2 separate regions of the Mus musculus genome follow, and region 2 is linked to region 1. The links are chromatin contacts, called in public promoter capture Hi-C maps. All regions are on one chromosome and are shown on one strand. Each heading gives the region's core, a stretch centred on a gene start, on an enhancer-like site or on the middle of the called end of the contact. The rest is flanking DNA. Distances are from core to core; before and after follow the strand shown.

Region 1 (6,547 bases), core at 1,552-4,051:
GACATAGGTATATACCCAAAAGATGCTCCATCATAACTCAAGGACATTTATCCAACAGTGTTCATGGTAGATTTATTCATAATAGCCAAAACTGGAAACAACCTAGATGTCCATCAACTGAAGAATGGATAAAGAAAATGTGCTACATTTACATAATGGAACATTGCTCAACTATTAAAAAACAATGACATCATAAAATATTCAGGTAAATGGATGGAACTAGAAAGTATCATCCTGAGTGAGATCAGTCAGACCTAGAAAGACAAACATGGTATATACTCACTTATAAGTGGACATTAGTCATAAAGTACAGGATAGCCACACTACAATCCACAGACCCAAAGAATCTAAGTAACAGGAAATGCCCAAGGGGGAAATGCTTGAATACCAACGAGAAAAGGAAATAGATTAGACACTAGGGAAGGATGGAGGGAGGGGTAGGAGAGAGGTGGGGGTGGCAGCAGGAGGGATGAGGTGGAGTGAGGACTGAGAGAGAGTACTAGATGAAACAATTGAATTGGGGATTGGGCATCTCTGGGATGATCCAGAAACCCAGGACAATGAAGACTCCCAGGAATACATGAGGGTAAGCCTAGCTAATGATGTATATGCAGTCTTAGACCCACTATTTGTCCTAGCTACAAGATAACCAGGGGTGAAAGATGGAGCAGAATTTGAAGGAAGGGCAATCCAATGACTGGCCCCACTTGTGACCCATGTCATGAGAGGTAGCACACCCCTGACACTACTAGTCATATTCTGTATACTTGCAAATAGGGGCCTAACATAACTGTCATCAGAGAGGCTTCATCCAGCAGCTGATAGAAACTGATGCAGAGACCCACAATCAAACATCAAGTGGAGCTTGGAGAATCTTGTGGAAGAGGGGGAGGATGGATTGAAGGAGCCAAGAGGAGTCAAGGATACCACAAGAAAACCTACAGAATCAACTAACCTAGGCCTATAGGGGTTCATGGAGACTGAACTGCCAACCAAGAGCACACATGGGATGGACCTAAGCCTCCTGCACATATGTAACAGTTGAGCAGCTGGATCTTCCCATGGGACTCCTAAAGCAGAGGCAGGAGCTGTCTCTGTCTACACTGCCTACCTCTGGGTCTCTTTCCTCTTACTGAGCTGCCTTGTCTAGCCTCAAAAGGAGAAGATGCCTTACTGCATGTTGATATGCCAAGGCTTGTCAATATCCATAAGAGGCCTCCCATGGTTGGGAGGAGGGGTGGATGGGAGGAGGGGAGGTAAGAGGGAGGGACTGGGAGGAGAGGAGGGACCGGAAGCTGTGATTTGGATGTAAAGGAAAAAATAACTTAATTAATACATAAAAACAAACAAAACTCCTGACATGGAGAGAGGAGGCATGTATGAAGTCCTACCCCTAGCTGGAGAGCGATGGGCATGTGACAGCTGCTGGGAGAGGGAGCACTGCTGCTGGGAGAGGGAGCACTGCTGCTGGGAGAGGGAGCACTGCTGCTGGGAGAGGGAGCACTGCTGCTGGGAGAGGGAGCACTGCTGCTGGGAGAGGGAGCACTGCTGCTGGGAGAGGGAGCACTGTCTTGTTTAAGGGTGAAGGCCCCAATGGGTTGGTCATGCTCCAGTGGAAGGCCACACGCTCAAAAGTATATGGGCAGCACTGACTGTACTGGATGGGTTTTGTTTTTATTTTTTTAAATAAAAGAGGGCCTGAAAATGGGTGGGTGGAGGTGGGGTGAATTTGGGGGGAAGTGGGGTGAAACGGCGACTATGATTGATTGAAACACATTCCACAAAATATTAAAACTAATAAAAATGGGAAAAAATAAATTCTTAATAAGTCTTAAATAAGGGAAAGTAAAATGCCCTTTCATTTGCTTGACAAATGGTATGACTAAGTGTAACTAGAGGACATGCTGTCACATAAAGGTACAGAATTCCACAGAGTAAGAATATACAGAGGGGAAAAGCAGGGTGCAGTAAAAGAGAAGCTATATATAACCTAGGACAAAGGTCAGTCTTTGTTAGAACATGAAAAGATGGGGGAATCCTCTACATATGGAACGCCATAGTTGGCCAGCATCTGTCCTTACACCTTTTACCTGGTTAGGTGCTCAGAGCATTTCCTACTATGCCCTGACCAACCAGTAGAAGGAGAACCAGGAGAGAGGAGGGCAGGTGTTGGTGTGGGGACTCCTTGCCTCTGTTTTCTTGCCTTGCTATCAGCAGCATCTCTCCTTTCTGGAGTCCTTGCCTTTAGTGGGCTTCTCAGAAGCCCAGGAGGCAGGTGTAGTTAGGAGCCTAAGCTGTTCTTTTTCCACTCTAGACAAGCTGCCCTGGGATGTGCTACAGTAAAATGTCTGCATGATGTTCTGATTTTGAAATAGAAAATCAACATGTGACTCCTGCCAGCAGTTTCAATTTTAGCTTGTAATACAAACATTGGCAAAAGACCAGATTCATTGCCTTTCCTACAGCTTTATTGGTACGCATAAGCTGTTTTAAAAGGCTGGATGTTCTCACAGATCCTGAAAACATGTCAGGGTAAAAGTGTGGCATTAACTTAATTGACAGAAATCAATATCTTACTGTAAATGCAACCCTACTCTCAACACAGACAAAAGCTCCCTCTGACTAGATCCTTTCATTGCAATAAGGTGAGTATATTGTGCACAGACACAGCTGTGAGAGTGGACATAAGTCACACATTCCAGGCTTCTTGAGCTCTGGCTCTTTTACAGTTAATATGGAATTAGTGGCAATATCAAGGCAAGGAGTTAGCGATTAGGTCATAAGTGTGAGCCTCTGTCTCCATCACTGAGCGCCTGAGCACAGCACTTTGCCACTCCTCTTCTCATACTTCAGCATCATGTGCCCATGGTGCAGCTGACAATGACACATCTCCCAAATCTTTGAGCTTGGATTATTGCCCTTTGAAAGCCAAAGTGGTCAAAGACAGTAGAAAAGTGGGGATAACTCCCTGGAGACAGGCCAGCAAAAGGCATGCAAAAGCTGGTGGATGGGTCTGATAAAGCAAGTCAGGAGTCTATTAATAAGATCTGAGGGTATCTCAGCAAATCTAAGCTCCAACCATCCTCAACTCCAGCTGTAACTGGTTATAGTAAATCCAAGGTCAACCACTAATGGCTTACAGCCAAGTGTGGCCCACAGACATATTTTGTTTGGTTACAACTATGTTTATAAAGAGTATGAATTCATTTTCAATTTCTATAAAAACTGGAAATTTTCTCAAAAACATGCAGGTTTCTGGCTTTTCTTTAAAAACGAAAACAAAGGGAGAAAGCAGGTCTGGCATTTGTAATGTTTCATTCCTATTAGAACAATGCTCAGCAGGAGGTGGCTGTGGCTGTCCTGTGTAAATGTGTTTCAGCTTCCTATTCTCTGCTTAGGCTACCTTCCTGGCCCTAAACAGATGGTTCTGTGATGGAATCAAACAGCAATTAACACTGTGAGGCAGAATCAACTTGCTTTGCAACCCTTTGAAGCAGCATCAGTAAGAGAATCATCTACATAGAGCATGGGAAAGGTCTATACACAGACAGAAGACTTGGCAATGCAGCCCAGCCAGGGAAGAGGGCATCCAGGCTTCTGTAGTAAGGATGTGGGTCTGCTTGGGAGGTGCAGAGAAGACATGATCAGCAGTAGTGAATACTATGTGTGGTCAAGCTTGTCCTATGGCCCCTTTCCAAGAAGAGAATGCAAGGGCCAGCTGCTGTGAGCATTCTTAGCTGATCTGCAGGCTCAGGGTTACATTCACACCAGTAAGTGGGAAGATTATTTTAGTTCAGAAGCTTGAGTCCCAACCATACAGGAAGCCCCATGCTCTGGTATCCCTTCTGCTCCTGTCATAAAACCACTCTAAGTAAATGCAACTTAACTAGTGGGTGGGCTTATTATCTTTACATACAAGCTGGAATACGTCCATCATTGGAGGAAATCATGGCATGAACTCCAGGCAGGACACCATGAAGGAAAATTCTCCTTGCTGGTTTTCTCTCTGGCTCATTTCATGCATGCTCAGCCAGTTTCCTTTATTGCCCAGGACTAGATAACAGGGAACATCACTGTCCACGGTGATCTGTGTCCTCCAACATCAACAATCAAGACAATCCCTCACTGACATGCCGACAGAGCAACCTGCTAAAGACTACTCAATTGATACTCTTTTTCTAGGTCATATTAAGTTGATGATTAATGTTAGCCATGCCAGTCCTATTTTAGAAATCAAATCATAGAAACAAACAAAAAAATCAAAAAGTTAATATTGGTTCCAGCAAATGCAATAAAGAAAGAAAATAAATAGAAGCCACGCAGATTACACTTGAAGAAATAAAACTACTATTATTCATGGATAAACTGATACGTGAAGAATTCTAAAGAATATAAAAATACTGGTGTAACTAACTCATAAACCAATAAATGAAAGAAGATATAAATAAATGAAGTCATTCCAAATTTGTTGACTATAAGACTGAATATTATTAAAGTGGGTACTTCTCAGATTAATTCATGGAATTAAACAACCCCACATACACAGGCTGGACCTAGGCCCCTCGGCACATATGTAGCAGATGTGCAGCTTGGTCTTCACGCAGATCCCCCAACAACTGGAACAGGGGCTAACCCTGACTCTGTTGCCTGTCTGTGGATTCTGTTTCCCTAACTGGGCTGCCTAGTCTGGCCTCAGTGGGACAGGATGTGCCTAGTCCTGCAGTGAGGTGCTAGAGTGGGTAGGTTGGTACCCAGGGGAACCTCTCCCTTCTCAGAGGTAAATGGGAGGGGAGATGGAGGGAGGGATCATGTGAGGGGGGACTGGAGTCAGTGGAGAGAGGACTGTGATGGGGATGAAAAATGAATAAATAAATTAAATTATAGAGAAAAAAAACATGAAAAAATGCTATGGAAAAAAGTCCCACCACATAAAAACTTTAGTTTTAGCTCCAACATGTAATCATCTTGGAATTTATCACATTTGTGCTTACCACAAGAAAAATCTGGGCAAACTAAAACTAAAAAAAGTTTCTCAGACACAACAGAAAACTAAGCTGTAAGACAAATGGCTGCCCCAAGTCTGAAGAGAAGGTGTATCCAGAGAGATGATCCAAGGTGCGCCCAGATCGAGCAGGCCACTAGAACTGTTTAGTGGTAGCATCGAGTGGTCATTTTGCTTCCCGACTGGAGTATGACAATGGTTCAGAAATGAACTTGAGGAGACTGAGGGTCACACTCTGAGGTGGCTCCACACTTTAGTGGAATTTACTTTGGGAAACACTTGTGGGTTCACAGTAGAGACAGGAGCGAGATCTCTTCATGGTTCTTGTAGGGAGAGGAGAGGAGGAACATGGAATGTGCCCAACACTTTTATTTAATAAAGGCATTCTTTTAAAGGAAAAAGACACAGCAGAGACTCATCAGCTTCGGGAAGCCACTCTTCCCGTTCTGGCACTTTCTGTTTTACCTCCAGGGAAAGTGAAATCCACAGGGATCGGGAATTCAAGGGAGGAAAGGCTGCAGCCATGGAAGTATGGGGCAGGCAGGGATAGAAGCTGTTCTGCAGAGAAACCACAGCTCTGAGACTGAGTTTTCCAAACACTACTTTCTACTGGGAGACACAGATGCCTCCTCTCCGACATCACACCTCACACCACTAGAGATCTAGTCAATGGCTGTGGGTCATGGCAGGAAGGGCTGTAAGCCACAGGACTTCTGCACTAGTCAGGGAAGACTGTGGCCAAGAGGGCAAACACAAAGAAGAAACTGAAGCCTGTGTTTCCTGTAAGTACAGGATACCCCAAATGCAAACTGAATTCCAACCTCAGTAACACAAGTCCCCACACTAGGGGACCTTTATCACCATCATCTCTGTCAGCAAGAAATTACAGGGTTTACCAAAACACAAGAACACAGTGTGAGGGGTCCCATTAGCTTGCTGAGGCTGCAGTTATAAAATACCAAAGGCTGCAATGTAAACAAAAGAAATCACTTTCTTCCAGTTCTGGAAGTTAGATGTCAAACCGGCCTTATTACTAGGTTTAGTTGCATTTGAGGTACTTACTTCGACTTCTACCTAAGGGGCCATCACCTTCCTTTGGCATTATGGGGTCAACTCTCTGGGTATGTTTAGGTCTGAAACAACTCATCTTTTAAGGGACAGGTCACACTGGATTAGACCCACAACATAAGCCATTTAATTGTTAACTCTTTGAAGAACTTTTAACCAAATGCAGTGCTATTTGGGGGTAATTGGGGCTAGAATGTACATTTATGAATTTGGAACATAATTTAGTATATAGCAGACAGTGAACCTCAGGAAGAGACTTGGCTATGACAACTATTACATGGGGAATTTAACGATGGCTAGTGTGGTAAGAGCTTTAGTGGAAGAAGCAGGCACATTGTGCAATCAGTGAGGCACTGTAAGCAGAAAGGTCAAGGAAGAAATGCTAGAGATGGAGAATGCCTTCACTGAATTCACAGGAGACTTAGTACAGCTGAGGGAGAAGGACTGAGCCTAATGATGGAAAAAGAAATCTCCAAA
Region 2 (6,547 bases), core at 2,114-4,613, 290 kb after region 1:
TAATGTCTGATATGAGTGTGATGAACAGCGTTGGACAGAAAAGAAAGCTCAAAATGAAAACTTCACTCCATGGAGACAGTAGGTGGATTCCTAAGGGCCTTCCAACCCCAGGTTCCAGGAAACGAACATTCAAGGTTAGCTATCTAACATCTCTGGCACAGTGCTCCCAAGTACCCATGTAGAAGACTAACAAAAAATAGGCTGTGTGCTCATATACATACTAACACCAAGATCACATCAATGAGCTCCCTCAGAATCGGATTCAATGCATCTGTGAACTAGCAGTTTACAGGGGAGCAATTCTTTAACATACTTGATAATTTTTAACTCCTCAAATCATTCTCACTAAGGCATGATCCTAAGTGTGGTGGTTTGAATACACTTGGTACAGGGAATGGCACTATAAGGAGGTGTGGTGTTGTTGGAGTGGGTGTGGCCTTGTTGGAGGAAGTGCCTCTGTGGGAATGGGCGTAGGAAGCTTCCTCCTAGCTGCCTGAGGATGACAGTCTTCTCCCATTTGCCTTTGGAACGAGATGAGAACTCTCATCTCCAGGGCCATGCCTGCCTGGATGCTGCCATGCTTCCTACCATGATGATAATGGAGTGAACCTCAGAACCAGCCAGCCCCAATTAAATGTTATCATTTGTAAGAGTTGCCTTGGTCATGGTGTTTCTTCACAGTAGTAGAAACCTACTAGGTCACTAAGTGAATAAGGGATGATTTATGCATGTATAAGTCAAACTAGCTGTTAAATTTTAAAACAATTGTTAAATTGCTATTGACCAGGCCTGAACAAGGTCTCTTTTACCATCCTGGACCTTCACAAATTCTCCTTGGATATACTAGGGTTGCCAGGTCAAATAGAGGACAGTAATAAAACCTGTATTTCTGATAAATAGCAAACAACATTTTGGCATAAAAAGCAAATCAAACACAAACATGTTTATTCTAAAAAGAATTGTTTATCTGAAATTCAAATTTATCTGCTATACTTTCACTTGCTAAATCTGGTAACCTACTTCTAGGATATCACAAAGTCCAGTACGCCAGGATATTTGCTAGACCCCAGTCTAGAGCCACAGCATGAGTTCTGGCTGACTGATGACTGTAAGAGTCGGCCCTATCCCAAACTCCAACATGTGGAACCACCTGTGGCCCTCCTGGAGGGCTGGCCTGTGTGCCCCTGTGCTTACTTCTTGCCACTGGTAGGTAGCACAAGACTCCCACAGGGCTCCCTAGGTGGAATTAGAGCAGGTCATCCAGGTAGTAACCAGTGTGTATTGGTGCCATGAACCTCCCAAAGCCACAGTGGCTGTTACTGCTTCTAACAGACACAGCCTCCACAGCACTGGGCACAGAAACAGTGGTCTGGCATATGCACCAGCTGAGCCTGGCTGCACCACCGGAGAGATGGGATGCACAGAGTACCTGGGAGGCAGGCTTTCTCCCCATTTGTGTTTTAAAAATTACTGAAAGCTGCCTTCCATTGTCTAACCATCAGCTTATTTTTAATTACTTAACTAAAATCCCAAAGCCCTCATCTAATACAGGATGCCATTCTAGATACAGAGTCTCTGCCATCATTCAGGTAAGGAGCCTGACATCCAGGCCTGGATTAGTAGAACAACGTTTGATCCACAAGTGCAAAGTCCTGGGTTTGATCAACTGCAGGTAAGAGAGAGAAGGAAACCAAGAGGTGAGATGATATTTACAACGGATCTGAGGAGAGGCCACACACTATCAACCCACAGAATTATGCTGCTATCTGCCTTACCTGCAGGGTTAGATTTATTAATACAGTAAGTGGTTTTAAAAGAAACTATTTCCTCTTTGAGGACTGTCCACTTGGGGAGGAAAAGGGAAGGGGAATCCGAATCATTTCCCAGGGGCCCCCTTTGTAGCTTTTCAGGAGGCTGAAGCACTGCGGCATAAACACTTATAACAGCGTGTTAGAAACAATTTTTTTTTTTTTTAGGGACAACTAGGGTCCATTCATACTGTTTAATATGATACAATAGCATGGCTAAAAATTGTCCAATGCTTTTTTTGAAAATGTAGGATTTACCTGTGTCATTAAATTTAAAATACAAGCTATGAAGTATGAGACAGTCACAGCTATGTTTTAGAAAGATAAATAAAGCCTGCGGTGGTGGCATGACAGGGTTACACAGAGAAACCCTGACTCGAAAAAACCTAAATAAATAAATAAATAAATAGGACAAAAAAAAAATTAAAAGGTAAATAAGAGGCCAAAATGTGTAGAACATTTCCATTCTACCATGTTAGGTCCTCCAAAAAGAAACTCATCCATAAAATGGGAACTACATAAATGAGGATACCACTGTCTAATAGGATGCAAAGCCTTATCTACAGGAACCTGGCATACAGTAGGGGAAATCATCATTCTGTGGGAGTACTTTCCCTTGATATCTTTGATTCAGCCCTCTATTATTTACATAAGGTATCAAAAAAACCAAAAGGTTTTCTATCATTGGGATGAACAGGAATGGTATAAATAAATAAATAAATAAAGTCCTGTAAATCACTTACAATTACAGGCCAAGAAGAAGGTAACAACACCTCAAGCTATTCTTTAAAAGAATAACTATGAATCAAACATGGGCTGCTGTGCCAGCAAAAGTGGTTTCTGCAAGAGAGTTTGCACAGGCTGATATGTTTTGTAGGCCTCAGTTTTTTATCCATAAATTAAAGACAGGTAAACTAAATGCTCTCAACCTAAATTCAGTTATAGGACATAGACAACTATACCAGAGCAGAGGTTCTATACTCTACCCAAAGATTCACCTGCACACACCCAGAAGAGCGAGGCTGGGCAAGCCATTGGCATCAGCTGTGTGGGTAGAGAGGCAGTTACTATGGAATAGAATGTTCCAGAACACCCCTATATTTGAGGAGCGAGCTCAGACAAAAAATTAGCTTTTCAGCTCACTAAACTCAACTGCTTTCAAGTGACCAATGGCATATTCTTTTTTTTAAAATAGAGATATTTTTAAAGATTTATTTATTTTATGTATATGAGTGTTTTGCTTACGTGCATATATGCTTACCACACATGTATGTATATATATATATATATATATATATATATATATATATATATATATATATGCCTTGTGCCTGTGGAGGTCAGAACAGAGTATTAGATTCCCTTCAATTGGATGGCTGTGAGCCATCAGGTGGGTTCTGGGAAACGAATCTAGGTCTTCCGAAAGAGCAGGAAGTGTTCTTAATAGCTGAGTCATCTCTCCAGACCCAAATGGCATTTTTCTAATCAACCCTAAAGGACCTCCAATAAGAGGCAGTATAAACACCAGCAGGAGACACAGCAGTGATGAGTCACCAGGCACTGACACATAACTACTTCCTGTGTCCACCTCTGTTGCTGCTCTGTAGGCAGCTGTCAAGGCTCTCGGCAAGCCTTTCCGGTGTTCCTTTACCACAGTCCACTCTCTGTATGACAGACAAAGTGACAGTCTTAATAACTAAGACAGAACTTGTTTTTCACAAAAAGCTGTCACTTCCACAGACTCTCAGAGCACTGAAAATGTGTCCAAGTGTCACAGTCAAGGCTGACCTGCCTTTCTTTTCCTTCCCCTCCCCCTCCTTTTATCTTCCTTTCTCAATGCCACCCTGCACTCTCTTAGCTTATACATAACAAACATTTATTTCCCCATTCTGGATGCAGAGAAGCCCAGGATCTGTGTCTGTGCACATAGCCAACTTCTGGCTGGGTGCTCACAAGGCTAAAGGGGCACATGAACCCTCTCGGGCCCTTTCTTAAGGGTACTAATCCTATGCAGGAGGATCCTCTCTTACAATCTAACCAACTCCAGTGACTGGAAACAGTCCTTACCACCGTCAACTCGGTGCTCAGGATTTCTAAGAGTGACTCTGGAGGGGACACAAAGATTCCGATGGCGCAGTGCATCTTCTCAGAAGCCCGAGCTAACCATGGCACCTGCTTTGGCCCACTGCTCCTTGCACAGATGACTGCCTCTTTTCAGAACCTGCCCTAGACACAGCACAGATGCAGCAGGCGTTCTTGGTCTCTTTGCCTGCTTTCTTACTTAGTCCACCTGTCTACAAGGTTCCTCTGGTGCCAGAAGACTTATTTTTGCTCTTCAGTGACCAGCCAGGAGGTTGGCTATAAGATTACTCCTGCCTCAAAGCCTTTCCACAGGTCTGGGCAGGACAGACGTCCCTTAACCAGGGTCACATTTTCATTTCCTCTCTGAAATGACTTTTCCTTGACCACTTGTTATTACCATCTCACTGCTAGAAAGTTCCCATGGTAGATGTTTCATAGTCAAATGTGGTACCAAGGGTAACACATTTGTGGTACAAAGGTAGATATTACAAATATTTATCACATTTACATTTTAAAAGCAATGTCTGTACTACTTATAAAAATAGGGAAGATATAAGTCCTTTCCCCATCCCAAGATGTCAGAGTAAGGAAGATAAGTACTAAGAACTGCACACACCCATCTAACGTGCTCATCTACCTTCTGGTTAGGATTGTTATCTGAGATAACACACATCATAGGCTTCCAGATACATTCATTATATACCTTAAATCTGTCCAGAAGAGCAGAAGGCTGAGTGAGCATCCCTAAGAGAATAGTCAGTAGCCACTGTTAGCATGAGCAAAGAACTTAACAGGATAGAAAGAAGCCACACTTGATGAGAACTCTGTACCCACGGAAGCTGACTGAAGCGAATGGGAGTGTACAAGACTGGACACCCAACATGAGGTCAGGCCCTGAGAAAGTCTCAAGAAACTGCAGAGAGATGAAGGAATAGATGAAAGAATGAACAGAGGCAAACACAAGATGTAAGTACCATCCTAGGAGGCTTAGCTATTGGTGGACAGAGTGCTACCCATCATGGTGGATGGTAGGGGCCACTAGAAACCAAGGCTGAGTTTCACCCACACTTGCACAGAGATGGGGAGACTGAGACTCCTTTGCAGGAGAGGCACCTCTCTCAGGAGTCTGGCTTCAGCATGAATGGCAATGCTGAGTTCAGAATTCAAGACTCATACTGTAGACTAGAACCTGAAATACCCAAGTACTCACAACATTAAGTGCTATATTCTCTGGGAAAGACGAATAATCAACAGCAGAAGAGAGTCACAAAGGGCTGGGAGACAGCTTAGTTAGTAAGTGCTTGTAAGCTGGGGAACCTGAGCTTGGATCCCTACCACTCACACATAAAGCCAGGCAAAGTGGAACAGATACCAGAGACAGGAGAATCCCTGGGTCTTGCTGGCTAGCCAGCCAAGTTCAATCAGCAAGCTCCAGATTCATTGAGAGAGCCTGTCTAACAAAATAAGGTAAAGAATGATTGAGGAAGCCACTCAATGTCAATGCTCTGCCTTCCAGACCACCCACATACACACTAAGTGCATATGTATCTAATATGAATGTATACACACACACACACACAAGTTCATATGCATCTTCTCATTTAGTTCTTAGGACAGTTTGTTTCATGGGGGTGGGGGTGGGGGTGTCTTATTATATAGCCTGTCCTGGCCTCAGTTTTGCAGTTCTCCTGCCTCCATCTCCTGATACAAACATGACAGGTACGTACATGGTCCCTATGTTCCCATGTTACAGGTGAAGAAGTACAAAGCCTTGGGAAGCCAAGAAGCTTGCCCAGCAGTACAGAGCTACTAGCAGCAAACTGCTGATAGATATCTTGCAAGGGACTTCTGCTCAATGGCAAGGAGGTAGAGACACTGTAAAATCAGGGGAGAGGTTTCAGCCTGGGGTCCTTGACTCTGCCACTGGGTACAACAGAAGACAGGAAGTCACAGTAGCTCCAAAATCAACAGTAGAAAAGAATTCAAAATTGTCACATGTTCATTTCTAAGCCCTAGCAAAGAGCGAATTCTCTGTAAACCATGGTTCTGTCCTTGACAGGCACAGATACTAAAATCCATCTTTATAGAATGTGGTAGAACTATTTTTATAGTAGCTGAGGGCCAGCAGGAAAAATGTCAGTTTTAAAGTGCTTTATTCCCTGAAAATGTCAATCAATGGCAAGCTACAGACAAAGCCTTCCTCTGCACAAGCCCAGTCAGTCTCTGCACATTTAAGGACAGATGAATAAGGAGCAGAGAGGGAGCAGTGAGGAGGGACAGTGAGGCTCACCCCTGAGATGCCAGGGCAGTGGTTTAACCCTGCCTGATCCTTGCATCCTACCCATCTCCCATTCGGTAGAACAGTAGAAGCAAGGCTGGTTTCCCGCTCTTCACTTACAGATAAGAAAACCAAGGCCAGGTGATGGGTGGCCCATCTCAGGAGACAGTAAAATAATGGTAGAACTGAATTTGAATTTTTATTTGCTATCACCACTCAGACCCTCTATGCCTACATAAGAAAATGTGATATGTGGAAGGAACTTTAGGATGGAAAGACATACTACCATGGACAACTTGTTTCTGGGTAAAGTAGTAATGAAGGCTCTGTGAAGTAGGAAATAACATTTTGGGTCTTGAAGAATGAACAAGAGTTCAAT

Evidence for each region. Capture Hi-C pulls out chosen DNA fragments and counts their contacts.
Region 2: a contact with region 1 is called in a promoter capture Hi-C map of adipose tissue. The contact joins two enhancer-like sites. A contact is called at or near these places in 1 of 115 datasets of contacts at active chromatin or transcription factors (a beta-TC-6 cell line) and 1 of 9 other capture datasets (adipose tissue).

The regions. Positions count from the first base shown.
Region 1 is chr13:91,953,005-91,959,551 of GRCm38.p6, forward strand. The region is part of intron 18 of Rasgrf2 (RAS protein-specific guanine nucleotide-releasing factor 2); the gene reads right to left. Among named protein-coding and RNA genes, the nearest start is that of Gm46435, 32 kb to the left of the region's middle. Within about 2 kb of position 2,802, at least 41 of the 459 cell types and tissues checked have an H3K27ac peak or open chromatin away from gene starts, as enhancers often do. A contact at or near this core is called in adipose tissue, where this site is marked.
Region 2 is chr13:92,238,273-92,244,819 of GRCm38.p6, forward strand. All of the region lies in intron 19 of Msh3 (mutS homolog 3), which reads right to left. Among named protein-coding and RNA genes, the nearest start is that of Rasgrf2, 110 kb to the left of the region's middle. Within about 2 kb of position 3,364, at least 80 of the 459 cell types and tissues checked have an H3K27ac peak or open chromatin away from gene starts, as enhancers often do. A contact at or near this core is called in adipose tissue, where this site is marked.